Linked DNA regions of Oryctolagus cuniculus: region 2 is linked to region 1. Evidence: chromatin contacts called from public Micro-C data. All regions are on one chromosome and are shown on one strand. The core of a region is the stretch at or near the end of the contact, and the rest is flanking DNA. Distances in the headings are between cores, read along the strand shown. Region 1 holds the start of UBE2L3 (ubiquitin conjugating enzyme E2 L3). Region 2 holds the start of CRKL (CRK like proto-oncogene, adaptor protein).

What was found. Hi-C and Micro-C count contacts between places; a contact is called where the count stands out from the background.
Region 2: a contact with region 1 is called in a Micro-C map of ear pinna, with 4 times the contacts expected there. The contact joins the promoter of CRKL here to the promoter of UBE2L3 in region 1. A contact is called at or near these places in 2 of 6 Hi-C or Micro-C datasets (ear pinna and an unstated tissue).

What each region holds. Positions count from the first base shown.
Region 1 is chr21:29,211,942-29,218,545 of mOryCun1.1, reverse strand. UBE2L3 (ubiquitin conjugating enzyme E2 L3) reads left to right here and starts at 2,442. Exons shown (of 4, transcript XM_051826744.2): 1 at 2,442-2,597. The coding sequence starts at 2,571.
Region 2 is chr21:29,678,168-29,684,771 of mOryCun1.1, reverse strand. It overlaps CRKL (CRK like proto-oncogene, adaptor protein), which reads right to left and starts at 4,015. Exons shown (of 3, transcript XM_002719717.5): 1 at 3,169-4,015. The coding sequence starts at 3,479.

The sequences.
Region 1 (6,604 bases), core at 1,193-3,692:
AAAAGGAAGCCCAGTGTTCTCAGGAACATGGGGAATGGCTCCTACAGGCCAGAGTGTGTTCTGAAGCCCTGCCCTTCTCTGCCTGAATCCCACACCACCCCACCCACCCAACCCACACCAGCGCCACCCACCCACCCAACCCCACACCACTGCCATCCACCCAACCCCACACCACCGCCACCCACCCACCCGACCCCACACCACCGCCATCCACCCACCCGACCCCACACCACCGCCACCCACCCGCCCGACCCCACACCACCGCCACCACCCACCCGACCCCACACCACCGCCACCCACCCACCCGACCCCACGCCACCGCCACCCACCCACCCGATCCCACGCCACCGCCACCACCCACCCGACCCCACGCCACTGCCATCCACCCACCTGATCCCACGCCACCGCCACCCGCCCACCCAACCCCACACCACCGCCACCCACCCAACCCCACACCACCGCCACCCGCCCACCCGACCCCACACCACTGCCACCCGCCCACCTGACCCCACACCACCGCCATCCACCCACCCGATCACACACCACCGCCACCCACCCACCCACCCAACCCCACACCACTGCCATCCACCCGCCCAACCCCACACCACCGCCACCCACCCGCCCAACCCCACACCACTGCCATCCACCCTGCCATCCACCCACCCAACCCCACACCACCGCCACCAACCCAACCCCACACCACCGCCACCCACCCACCCAACCCCACACCACCCCACCCACCGAACCAACCCCACACCACCGCCACCCACCCACCCAACCCCACACCACTGCCATCCACCCAAACCCACACCACTGCCACCCACCCATCCATCCAACCCCACACCACTGCCATCCACCCACCCAACCCCACACCACCACCACCCACCCGCCCACACCACCGCCACCCACCCGCCCACCAAACCCCACACCACCACCACCCACCCAACCCCACACCACCGCCACCCACCCGCCCACCCAACCCCACACCACTGCCATCCACCCACCCAATCCCACACCACCACCACCCAACCCCACACCACCGCCACCCACCCGCCCACCCAACCCCACACCACCGCCACCCACCCACCCAACCCCACACCACTGCCATCCACCCACCCAACCCCACACCACCACCACCCACCCGCCCACACCACCGCCACCCACCCGCCCACCAAACCCCACACCACCACCACCCACCCAACCCCACACCACCGCCATCCACCCACCCAATCCCACACCACCACCACCCAACCCCACACCACCGCCACCCACCCGCCCACCCAACCCCACACCACTGCCATCCACCCACCCAATCCCACACCACCACCACCCAACCCCACACCACTGCCACCCACCCGCCTGCCCAATCCCACACCACTGCCACCCACTCACCCAATCCCAAACCCGCATCATCCCTAAAACCCACGTTTGAGCATCCGAATTATGAATTATCTTACAACAAAGCAACCCTGGGTCTCAGCCACACCCCTCCTGGTTCAATCGCCTCTCCTCCAACCCCCTCCTCAGCCATTCCTGCCTACCCCTCTGGCTGGAATACTGACTGTGGGGCCAGCAGCCCGGCTTGGAACGGGGCCAGGCTCTCTTTCGAGCTGGCTGTGTGTTTGCAGAAGTCACTGGCCCTCTCTGTGTCCGTTTCCTGTGACGTTCAATGAAAACCATCTCACAGGGTGGTTTCAAGGATTAAAGAAAACACTAGAAGGGAGCCTGGTGTTCAGCGTCCAGGGCGTTATTAGTGCTTATTATTTTTGGTTGGGGGGGTGGAGTGGGCATTTAGCCTAGTGACTAAGATAGGGACATCCCACATGGGTGTACCTGGCTTCGATTCCTACTCCTGGCCCTCTACGCCTACTTCCTGCTAATGCTAATACAGGCCTTGCCAGGCAGCTTCGACGGCTCAAGTCACCAAGTTCCTGCCACCCAAGTGGGAGACCTAGGTTGGTTTCCCAGCTCCTGCCCTACCCAGCCTATGCCATTGCCGACATTTGGGGCGTCAACCAACAGATAGGGAGCTCTGTCTCCCAAAAAAATAAGTTCATGAAAAAATGAAATTCAAAGATGTCTATTTAACTTTTTAACTTAATGTTTGTTTTTACGAGGCACAGTGCAATTCCTCTACACAGGCACCAACTGAAAACATCAGGGAATCAGCATTTCCACTTATCTTTCTGCCTGGAGCCTACCAGCTCCTCTGTTCCAGCTCATAGGCTATTACTATTATTTATCCCATTTCTTCGGACTCCTCCGTCACAGCCCGCAGCAACGCAGGTCCCCACCACATGCAACCGACTTGTTACCACGCACCTACTATGCGCCAGGCACGGCTTGTGACTGACAGCGCGTCCTGGCCTCCGCGACGGCCGGGCCTCGGCCAGCCGGACGCACCGGTGCTGCCCGACGCCCGCCCCGCTCGGCGACCCGCACACAGTAGGCGCTTCTCCGGGCGGCGCGCGCGCCCCGCCCCGCCCCGCCCCCGCTCCAGGAAGTGCGGGGGCTCCAGCCGCCCGGCCGGCCTCGATGCATTCTGGGAAAGCAGCAGCACCAGGTCCAAGATGGCGGCCAGCAGGAGGCTGATGAAGGTAAAAGCCATTCTCCGGCGCCGGCCGGGCGGGGAGCGACGCCCCGGGCCCCCGGCCCCCACGGCGGGCCTGGGTTCCTCGAGGGGGGCGTCTCCCCCCGGCCTCCTGCTCTGCGTGGCCCCTGCCGGCGGCCCCCCCCCCCCCCGGCGCTCGCGGGTTGTGGGAGGTAACGGGGACGCCTAGGCCGCAGCCTGGGCGGGAGCGCCAGGCCGCGCGGGGAGCCGCCACCGCCGCCGCCGCCGGCTCCTGGGTTTGGCCCTCGGGGGCTGGGGGCGTCCACGCCGGCCTGGTTCCCCGGATCCAGCGCGGCGTCTTCCCCGCCTCCCCCAGCTCCCTCGCGGAGGCCGCGGACCGGGCCGGGGGCGCCGTTCATGGCGGGTGCCGGGTCAGGAAGGCCCCAAACCGGGCGGCCGCGGGGGGAGGCCCCGGCGCCGGAGCCCCGGCCGAGGGCCCGAGCCGCCGCGCCCTGGGCCGCCACGCTCTGGGCTGGGAGACCCGCTTGGGCGGCCCGCAGCTTGGGAGGCCCGGGAAAGGGTGTGGGGGGGTGCGTGTGAGCTCGGACTGGGGACGGAAGGAGGCCGCCGCGCTGCCAAAGTTAAGGTCAGGTTGTCGGTGGGCCGGTGAAGATTGCGCAGGGTCCCAGCACGCTGTCTCCTTGTGACTGCGGGACCACACAGCGGGCAAGTTCCAACTCCGGGAAGGCGTGCGGTGGGCGCCCTGCTCGCCGTGTGGTTCTGTCCCCTCCCCGGTTGCTTCCCTGTCCACCTCTTAGTCATCACGGTCTCCTCCCCCCCCCCCGCCCCTAGGAAGCAAAATGGCATTTTTTTGGGGGGTTGGGGTGGGGGCGGGGAGGGAGGTGGTTGGCTTGAGCCGTTGGAATCAAGCCGGGCCAAAGTTTATTTAGAAAAAAAAATAACAACAACAACTTGGTACACGTACTTTGGATCTTGAATGCGGCCGGGTTGCCTGCTCGCTAAGGGGCTCTCCTTCGGTGAGGCTTCACAGCTGTGAAATGGGCTGAGTTCTTTGGCCGGGGGAGGGGGAGGGGACGGTGGGATCTCGCCGACCCCTGCCCACGTTTGTGATTCGGCTGTAGGGGGTGCACAGGGCCGGAAATGATTAAAAAAAATCAATAATAAAAAAGAAGACCTGAAAGGGAAAACAGTGTGGTCCTTGGCAGACCCGTGGTTGGGCTTGGGGGGTCCCAGCCTTTCAGCCCTCTGGCTGAGTGAGAGTGCCCCTCCGTCTTTTGTTCACCGAGGGCCAGAGAGGACGGGTAACTCTTTATAAAACAGAGTGTTAGCGCAAAGGGAGCTCAGGAGAGCGCAGACCCCCGCCATCCGCCATCCTACTCCCAGATGCTGTCATCGGGGAAACCCTGGGCTTGAACTTCGGGAATAAATGTCTCGCGTGCGTACGTTGCTTGCTCATCTCATTGAGATGACTGGCAACCATACCTGTGTCTCCCAGGTGCCCTCCCCAGCGCTCTGCATCGACCCTTCTCTTTATGGGCACCAGAGTGCCCCCCCCCAGCAAATATTTGACCCTTTCGCTCTTGTTAAAAAGACCTCTGTGGGTTTAGTGACCTCAGCAGTTAATCCTAACCTCTTACTAGGCAGGCCAGTCCTTTTCTTAAGACTGCCTAAAAAGCAGTGTGTTCGGCCTCACCCACCCTGGCCTATGGTGTCCTCCCCTGGGCACCTGGACACGGCACCCTCCATCTCCCCTGGCATGTACGGTGTGGCCTTCTGTAGTTGGTGCTCACGTTCAGTGACGTCGACCTTGTGCTCCCCATGTTCCTTAATGAGAAAAGTCAAGGCAGATTTGTTGGCCTGTCCCAGTTTTCCTAGTTGGGGAGAGAAAGCTGTGATCTGGCTCAGTTCTGCCTGACCCCAAACCAAAAGCCTCCGGCTGGTGTTCATTTGCTGTGCGCTGCTGCTGTTCCTGAGAGTGGCTGCCTGGTCACTTTCAGGCCAGTCCTTAGGCTGGACTCTAATGCAGCCGCTCTGGGAGCCCCCACCCCCACCACCATCCACCTTCAAAATGAGTTGTTTCCTCCTTCAGTGACCACAGGACTTTCTTTATGTTTCTCTTTGAACCCTCCTGGTGATCTGATTTGTGTTACAGACTTGTCTTTCCTGCCTGAGTTCTGAGTTCCTGAAGGGCAGGAGTCTTGACCTAGTTCTTCCTGGTATCCCCCTAATTCAGCCCATTTGACCCAGTTTGGAATCCCCCGGCTCTCAGGGGTCTGAGAGGGGACTAACTATGGTATTTAAATTATTTGTTTCAAAAAAAAAAAAAAAAAAAGAGCTCAGAAAAAAGGAGGTAAAGTTCACTAAGTGCTCAGAGTGAATGTATTGTCACCTTTGTTTTCACAAATGAGGAAATTGTGAGGTTCAGATAGGTTGAGAAGTGAAATAGTAGACAGTAGTGGGGAGAGATAAGACACAAAACCTCCCTGGCTCTGGCTCCATGCCCCTTGTCACCTTGCCTCCTTTTCTGCATGCAGGAGTGTGTCTAGTTTCGTAAGGTGTGGGTGGGAATTCCTTCAGTTCATTGGGGTTTTGTCTTGGAGAGCAGTGTGAAAGGGGGATGAGCATGTGCCATAGCAGATTGACTTGATGCTGGCGTGCTGTATCAGAGCACTTGGTTCAAGTTCCAGCTGCTCTGCTTCTCGTTCAGCTCCCTGCTAATGTGCCTGGGAAGGCAGCTAATGATGACCCAAGAATTTGGACCCCTGCACCATGTGGGAGATACAGAGGAAGTTCCTGGTTCCTGGCTTTAGCCTGGCCCAGACTTGGCTTTTGTGGCCATTTGGGGAGTGAACCAGCAGATGGAAGACCTCTCTCCCTGTCTCTTCCCCTGCTTCTGTTGCTTTGCTTTTCAAATAAATAAATAAATAAATAAATATATATATATATATATATATTTAAAAAAACAACATAGGAATATAAATTATTTTTTAAAAATTTTTAAAAAATTGTTTTCTTTGAAAGTCTATGGTATGCTGGTTCACTCCCCAGATGGCTGCAGGCCAGAAGCCAGGAGCTTCTTCCAGGTCTCCCATGTGGGTAGCAGGGGCCCAAGCACTTGAACTTCCTCTGCTGCTTTTCCAAGGGCATTAACAGGGAGTTAGGTCGAAACTGGAGGACTCAGACTAGTGCCTGTATGGGATGCCGGAGTCACAGGTGGCTTTACCCGCTATACCACAACACCAACCCAGAAATAAAAATTATTGATGCAGGTTAATCAGCAGGGTTAACCAACAGTCTTTCAGTTCATGGAGTGGAAATAATAAAAGGGATTTTGATGGTGAAAAATTGGAGCTTATTTCCTAGAACAATGCCTTTAGACATAGTAATCAAACAGATGTTGAATTATCAGGTTAATGACATCTTAAAGAACTTGAGTTTCCCCAAGAAATCTTTTCCAGGACACTCCATAGGGAGTGTCTGTAGAAACTGTGGATACATTATTAAAAGTAGCATGATTTGCATGTGTAAGGCTGGGAAGTAATTTTAGGCAGAGTGAGTATGATAAAGTTTTAATTTAAAAAAACATTTGCCAAATGGGTTAACCTCTTTCAGAGCCCTTTTTAGGAATTACAATGTTAATAAAACAGGAAATATGGTTTAATTTGGAAGCAGCTAATTCAGCAGTGGTAGCAACAAGTGGATTGTAGCCACTGCCTCTGTTGGGGGCAAAGGGGGGGGGGAATAGATACAAAAGCCAGAAAGGAAACCTGTGTGTGGTGCTTAGGGAGGCACGTCCTTGTCTTATAATCTCTGCAACCCGGCAGTACACGTTGCCGCCAAGGGCCCTCTGGCTGAGTAGCGTCTCAGAATGGCTCTTCTCAGATGGGAAATGTGTGGATTTAGAGGGAGGGAGGTAACGTTTTATGAGTTATTATGGCATGCTGTATAGATAAGGAATTGAGATTTGTAGCATCCTTTTAATGCTATTTAAATAATGTTCGCTCAGAAATACATATTGGTGTCCTGAGTCTT
Region 2 (6,604 bases), core at 2,766-5,265, 460 kb before region 1:
CTTCTTTAGAATGCTTCCAATCAAATAAAATGGGAAAGAAAACCACTACAAGATTCCTGTTCATCAAATGATCTGCATCATAAAAATGACAGCCATGTGCAGAAGGAGAATTCTACTGGCTCGTTCAAAATCAACGAAAGCCATTCAACATGGATACCCGGTGGAGGGTAAATTTAAAACCCACCACAGGAATCCAACAAATAGGAAAAACAATTAATAAAATAAACCTAGAGGACACACAGCTACAAATACATCACACCATGATCTTGCTTCTCCCCCATCATGCCTCCCAGTCATCAGAAACATCAATTTTATCTCCATGATAGGCACCTCTCAGTCACAGACTCACTGTCACTATCAGTCACCATCATTTTGCACCTGGATTACACTGACAACTTCCTTCCTTTCAAGGAGCCCATCTCACTTTAAATAAAACCAATTTCCTTCCCTTGTCCACTATTTCTGAATTCTTCTCAAGTAAACCCATTTCTCCTCCCAGAACCAACACTGCTTTCTCAGAACTTTGCACAAGCTTTCCCCTCTGCCTGGAAGACTCCTCCAGTCCAAGCTTGCTGTTTCTACAGTGGCCATGCTTTCTGTGACCGTACTGCCTCAGGAAGGTCCTTTCCTTTGTTGTATTACTCTTCCAAGTACTTTTTAGTCTGTCTCCTCCACTAATATGGAAAATCCACGAGGGAGTATCTGTCAATAGGGGTGACACTGTGGTGCAGCAGTTAAATCGCCACCTCTGAGGCCAATGTCCCTTATGAGTGCTGGTTAGAGTTCAGAATGAAAATAGAAAATGAAGAATTAAGAAAAATGCCAATAAATATGACCGGACATAAAAGCATCTGCCCTTAACTTCTGAGGAAAACACTTCAGTTATGACCTTCAACAATGGAACAACAAAACCAAATAAATGAACTGTTAGCCAAGGGGCCCAAAACTGGTTCAGTTCTGATGCCTGAAGATAAATCGTTGAATTTATCCTGTTTAGGGTTGTGAAGACATACCACACTGAGTCTTCCATTTGGTAACTTTCCACTAACCACTAGCTTTCTGTGAATTTCAAGCTTGGGAGTAGCACCTCAAAGATCCAGCCTAACAAGAGCTCAGGCACTGTGGTGCCACCACCTGCAACACTGGCATCTCACATGACCACTGGTTCAACTTCAAGTCCCAGCTGCTCCACTTCCAATCCAGCTCCCTCTAATGCGCCTGAGAGAAGAGTGGAAGATGACCCAGGGCTTAGGCCCCTACCACCCACAACAGAGACCTAGATGGGGTTCCAGACTCCTGGCTTGGGCCTGGTCCAGCCCTGACTGTTACTGCCATTTGGGGAGTGAACCAGAGAGGATGGAGGGTCTCTGTCTTTTCCCCCTCTCTCTGTAACTCCGAATTTCAAAAAAAAATCTTAAAAAAAAGATTCAGCATAAAAAAGTAAATCAAGCCCAGATCTAATTTGACCAGTACTGGGATACTCAGGAAAAAACAGCAACCATGGGCAGAGGGCACAGAGAAAGAGAAAGAGTTATATAAGTGGATTGTGAGGGGGAGGATCAGGGCGAAACACCCTATTATTTGTGAGGGGACTGACAACAGGTAGGATTTCAATAGGTGGAGCGTGGGTGGAGTCTGTCAATGAACAACCAAAGGTACAGAGGCGTAAGGCATGGATGAGAGCGCCGACGCTGGGAAGATGCCTATGGGAAATCTGGGTTTTGTGGGGAGTGGGAAGCCCACCATAGCGTACTTCCTTCTCTCCCTCTGGTGGAAGCTCACCCATTAACTCACACTTTTTCAAACCAACAGCTGTATTACAGCAACTGTCCCCTCGTTATAACCACACAATACAGCTTCATAGAGGCAGTTTACTTGTACAAACTAGAGAAGGGATTTACTTGTATTACAAATACCATATTACAGTGGTAAGGTTCGCATCCACCTCTTACACTGGAATGACACTCGTTCGGACTTTATCTCCTAGCAGGTTAGGATTTGGAGTCTGACCAATGAGATTCTTGGCGTCGTGGCCTTTGTTATACGGTATTTGATTTATATGACTTTCTCTCTTAGCTAAGTAATCTTACAGTCAATATACCACTGTGGCTTGCTTTCTTCTCTATTTCACAGAAGCAACACTTATGCATTCAGTTGGTGTTTTTAATTAATTATAATAGCTCTTAATGTTTTAAGTTTAGCACAATACCTTGTCATTAGGCAATCTATAAAGTCAGGAACACCTCACTCCAGGAAAAAAACTACATCAACATCCCGTTCTTTTTAAACAGATGTTTTAGGAAACCAACTGAGCAGTGAAACATCCTTTGAAAAAAAATCTAGGCAATTTTTTCAATTCCAATTTGGCATAATTTTAAACAAAATAAACCGCTAAAAAAACCCGCTTAAACCAATTAAAGAAAACAATCAAATAAAATAGCGCATTATGCTCGGTAATGTCACTGCGGGTTCTTGTCTTTAAAAAACAGAAACTAAGGCGTGAGCCTATTGAATGATCCACCTGAGGAGAGGGTACAACCCCCCAACTCCCCCCCCCCCCAAAAAGCCCTCGCTGAAGGCGTCGCACTTTCTCTTTTCTTTGTCATTCATGTAAGGTGAAACAGGTGTGTCTGGGCTGCTTCAAACTTGGCACCAGACCATCAGCCGACACTTCTTTCAGTTACAGGTTTGTGCTGCTAAACGCTAAAGCATTTTCATTTGGCGACTACCCAAGGGCTGCAGCCCAGGGGTTCTTAACCTGGAGATCTGCAAGGGGTGAACCTCCGTGTACCGGCACTTTCTGGCGGGTGGAGACACCCTCTGGCTATCTTCAAATTCTCAAAAGCAGTTTATGGTCCCACCCCCCCCAAAAAAAAATTTTAAGAACAAATAAATAAAACCCCATTAGTACTGCAGAAAACATGACAAAAGGCGTGAGTTTCAGCTATACGATCGCCGCTCCCGCGATTTTACACGCAGCCCTCTGATCCAGTGACCCAGATCCTGACACTAACCGTTCCCGTTCGGAACGCCTTCTGGGGAACAATGCGGTTCTGGATTGAGGGCTGGGGAGGACCGGGCTCCAGCCCCTCACCCGGACATGCCCTCCCCTCCCTCCTCGGCGGTGGCGGGGGTCGCGCGCCGGGGAAGGGCGGCAGCTCGCGTTACCTGGGCGCGGGCTCGATGAGGGTGGTGGTGTCCAGGTAGTGGATCTTGTAGAACTCCAGCAGGGCCGGCAAGTGGTCGAACTCCTGGTCCCCGATCTTAAAGCGGCGGTTGGGCAGCGAGTTGATGATATAGTGGGAGACCCGCGAGTTCTCCGACACCGAGAGCACGTAATCCCCGGGGCAGGTGGAGGAGTCGCGCACCAGGAACATGCCGTGGCGCTGGCCCTGGAGCCGGGTCTGCGCCTCCTGGCGAGACACCGGCCCCATGTACCAGGAGGCGCGGTCTGAGGAGTCGAACCTGGCCGAAGACATGGTGTCGGGCCGACGGCGGGGTGGCGGCTGCTCTCGCCTGCCCTGGAAGCCTGGAAGCTCGGCAGACGGCGCTGGGGCCGAGGCAGGGCCTCTGGGCACACCGCGGAGCGCGCTCACACGGCCCGGCCAGCACCTTTCTCTGGGCTCCGGGCCCGCAGCATCCTCTGCCGCCGCCCGCCTGCTCCGAGGCCGCCTCACACAGAGAGCCGGCCCGGGGGGATGCGGGGCAGAGCCTTGGGCGGGCGACGCCGAGCCGCAGCGGAGGCCGCCCCGGGGTTATCTGGCTGCCTGGCGTCCCGGGGCCGGGAGGGGGTGGCTCCGGTGACTCCCGGCCTAGAACGCACCGGCTCCGCAGCCCCACAAGTCTTCACGGACCCCCCACGCCGTCACACGAAGCACCGGACTCCAGAGAGCTTCGTGCCTCCGGGGCAGTTTGGACCAGCCCGTTCCCAATAGCCACAGCAACAAAATGGCGGACGCGGGACAAGCGACCGGCCACCACCCCCCTCCGCTCAGCGCGCTCCGTCTGCGCACGCGCGGGAGCTCCGGCTCCCTGCGGCCGCCGAGGCCCTCCCCGTGACGTCACGGGTCACAGCCAATCAGGAGCACGGTCGGGGCGGTCCGGGCGCGCGCCGCTCGCGCCCGCTCCCGCGTTCCGGGAGGAGGCTGAGGAGGTGGGGGGCGGCGGGCACTCCCTTCCTGGGCCTCGGTCCTCCGCCGCCGGGGGCGCTGCGGCCGCTGGGCCTCCCAGCGCTGGCAGGAAAACAGCTGGAGCTGAGGAGGGAGCGGCGGGTTGAAAACCTGCTTCTGGGAAACAAAGCGTAACGTGCCGGGCGAATCGCGGGCCATGGAGGCGTGGCACTGAGGTGACCTGGCCGGGTCTAAGCGGCCCGAGGGAGCCCGGCCAGAGGATGAGTCCTGGAGGCGAGTGGATGACGCAGGCCCTAGGTGACCTGAAAGGCCGAGGGACTCCAGGTGGCTAAGTGTCCTGATTGATATCAATAGGGGGTATGAAGGTTGGATTGACCCGGGGTTAAGTGGGCTAGGACAACCGCAGCCACGGGCTCTGAGTGGCTGCAAGGAAAATGCCTCTCGGGCGTGGCCCTGAGGGCTCCCTCCGCTCCGGATTCCGCCAGCCCCTCCAAATTAATCTCCCAAGACTCACCCGCCCCCCGGCGCGCCCCTTGCTTACCCAGCTCCAGCCATGCCCTCCCAAGCCTGTTCCCTCCCCCTGCATCCTCCACGAGAAGTATGTTTTTAAGAGAGCAGAGATCTCGTCTGTCTTGGTTCACCTTTGTCTTGTCTGCCTTGCACAATGTCTGGCCTTGAGTCCCTGCGCAAATATTTGTTAAGTGAGTGACTGTTGAGAAAAGTCGTCAGGGTGCGTGTGCCCTCGGAATTGGCCGCAGAAAGCATGGCTGAGTAGAGAGAAGCAAACTTGGATTTCCTTGCTAAGGACATTGCAGGTAGACCATACTTAGCGGTTGGCGCCTCTCTGCCCGTCTCTCCCGCAGCAAGCTGAACGTGACCTAGGTTGTAGGGTCCACCCTAGGCCCAGCCGAATGTGAAAATCTATCGCTTTTTGTGACTCTGGATAAGTAGGTTTTCATCTTCTCCAGAGATGTGCTGGCTCAGGTGCGATTTGAAAAAAGCACAGGACCTGAAGCTGACTGCCTGGGTTTGAATCCTGGCTTAGTCAGTTGACTATCTGGGTGCCCTTGGGCCAGTTACTTAATAATGTGCCTCATCTATAAAATGGAAGTGGTAGGGGCCAGCACTGTGGCTCAGCGGGTTAAAGCCTGGGCTGAAGCACTGCCATCCCATATGGGCACCGGTTCGAGTCCCGGCTGCTTCACTTCTGATCCGGGTCTCTGCTATGGCCTGGGAAACCAGTAGAAGATGATTCAAGTCCTTGGGCCCCTGCACCCACGTGGGAGACCCGGAAGAAGTGCCTGGCTCTTGGCTTCGGATTGGCACAGCTCTGGCTGTTGCAGCCATCTGGGGATTGAACCAGCGGATGGAAGACCTCTCCCTTTGTCTCTACCTCTCTCTGTAACTCTGTCTTTCAAATACATAAAATAAATCTTGAAAACAAAATGGGAGTGATAGGAGTGTGGCCCAGTGGGTTAAGCTGCTGTTAGGTTCACGTCCCAGCTAATGGGGGACTGCTTCCCATCCAGCTCCCTGCTAATGCGCCTGGTAAAGCAGCAGATATGGCCCGAGTACTTGGGACCCTGCCACCCATGTGAGAGATCTGGATGAAGTCCCATGTACCCGGCTTCGGCCTGGTGCAGCCCAGGCTGTTGCAGGCATTTGGGGAGTGAGCCAGCAAATCAAAGACCTTCTCCCTCCCTCCCTCTCTCTCTCTCTCAAATAAATCTAAAAAAATAAAATTAAGGGGCCAGCGCCGCGGCTCACTAGGCCAATCCTCCACCTTGCGGCGCCGGCACACCAGGTTCTAGTCCCGGTCGGGGCACCAGATTCTGTTTCGGTTGCCCCTCTTCCAGGCCAGCTCTCTGCTGTGGCCCGGGAGTGCAGTGGAGGATGGCCCAAGTGCTTGGGCCCTGCACCCCATGGGAGACCAGGAGAAGCACCTTGCTCCTGGCTTCGGATCAGTGTGGTGCGCCGGCCGTGGTGGCCAACGGCAAAGGAAGACCTTTCTCTCTGTCTCTCTCTCTCACTGTCCACTCTGCCTGTCAAAATAAAATAAAATAAAATAAAATAAAATAAAATAAAGGAATCATGATTGCACTTACCTCCTGGGTAGAAGCAGCTGTATTAAGCTAATGTATGGAAAGAGCTTAGAAATAGTGCTTGGCTAGGTTTTTAAGGGTCAATAGTGATCTCCTTTGAAAATATCATTACCCTTGATCTGCTTGGCCCTATGTTTATATTGAAAACTTCCTCTTTTGGAAAAACTTGGTGTTTTTTTTTTTTTTTTGACAGGCAGAGTGGACAGTGAGAGAGAGAGACAGAGAGAAAGGTCTTCCTTTGCCGTTGGTTCACCCTCCAATGGCCGACGCGGCTGGCGCGCTGCGGCCGGCGCACCGCGATGATCCGATGGCAGGAGCCAGGAGCCAGGTGCTTTTCCTGGTCTCCCATGGGGTGCAGGGCCCAAGCACCTG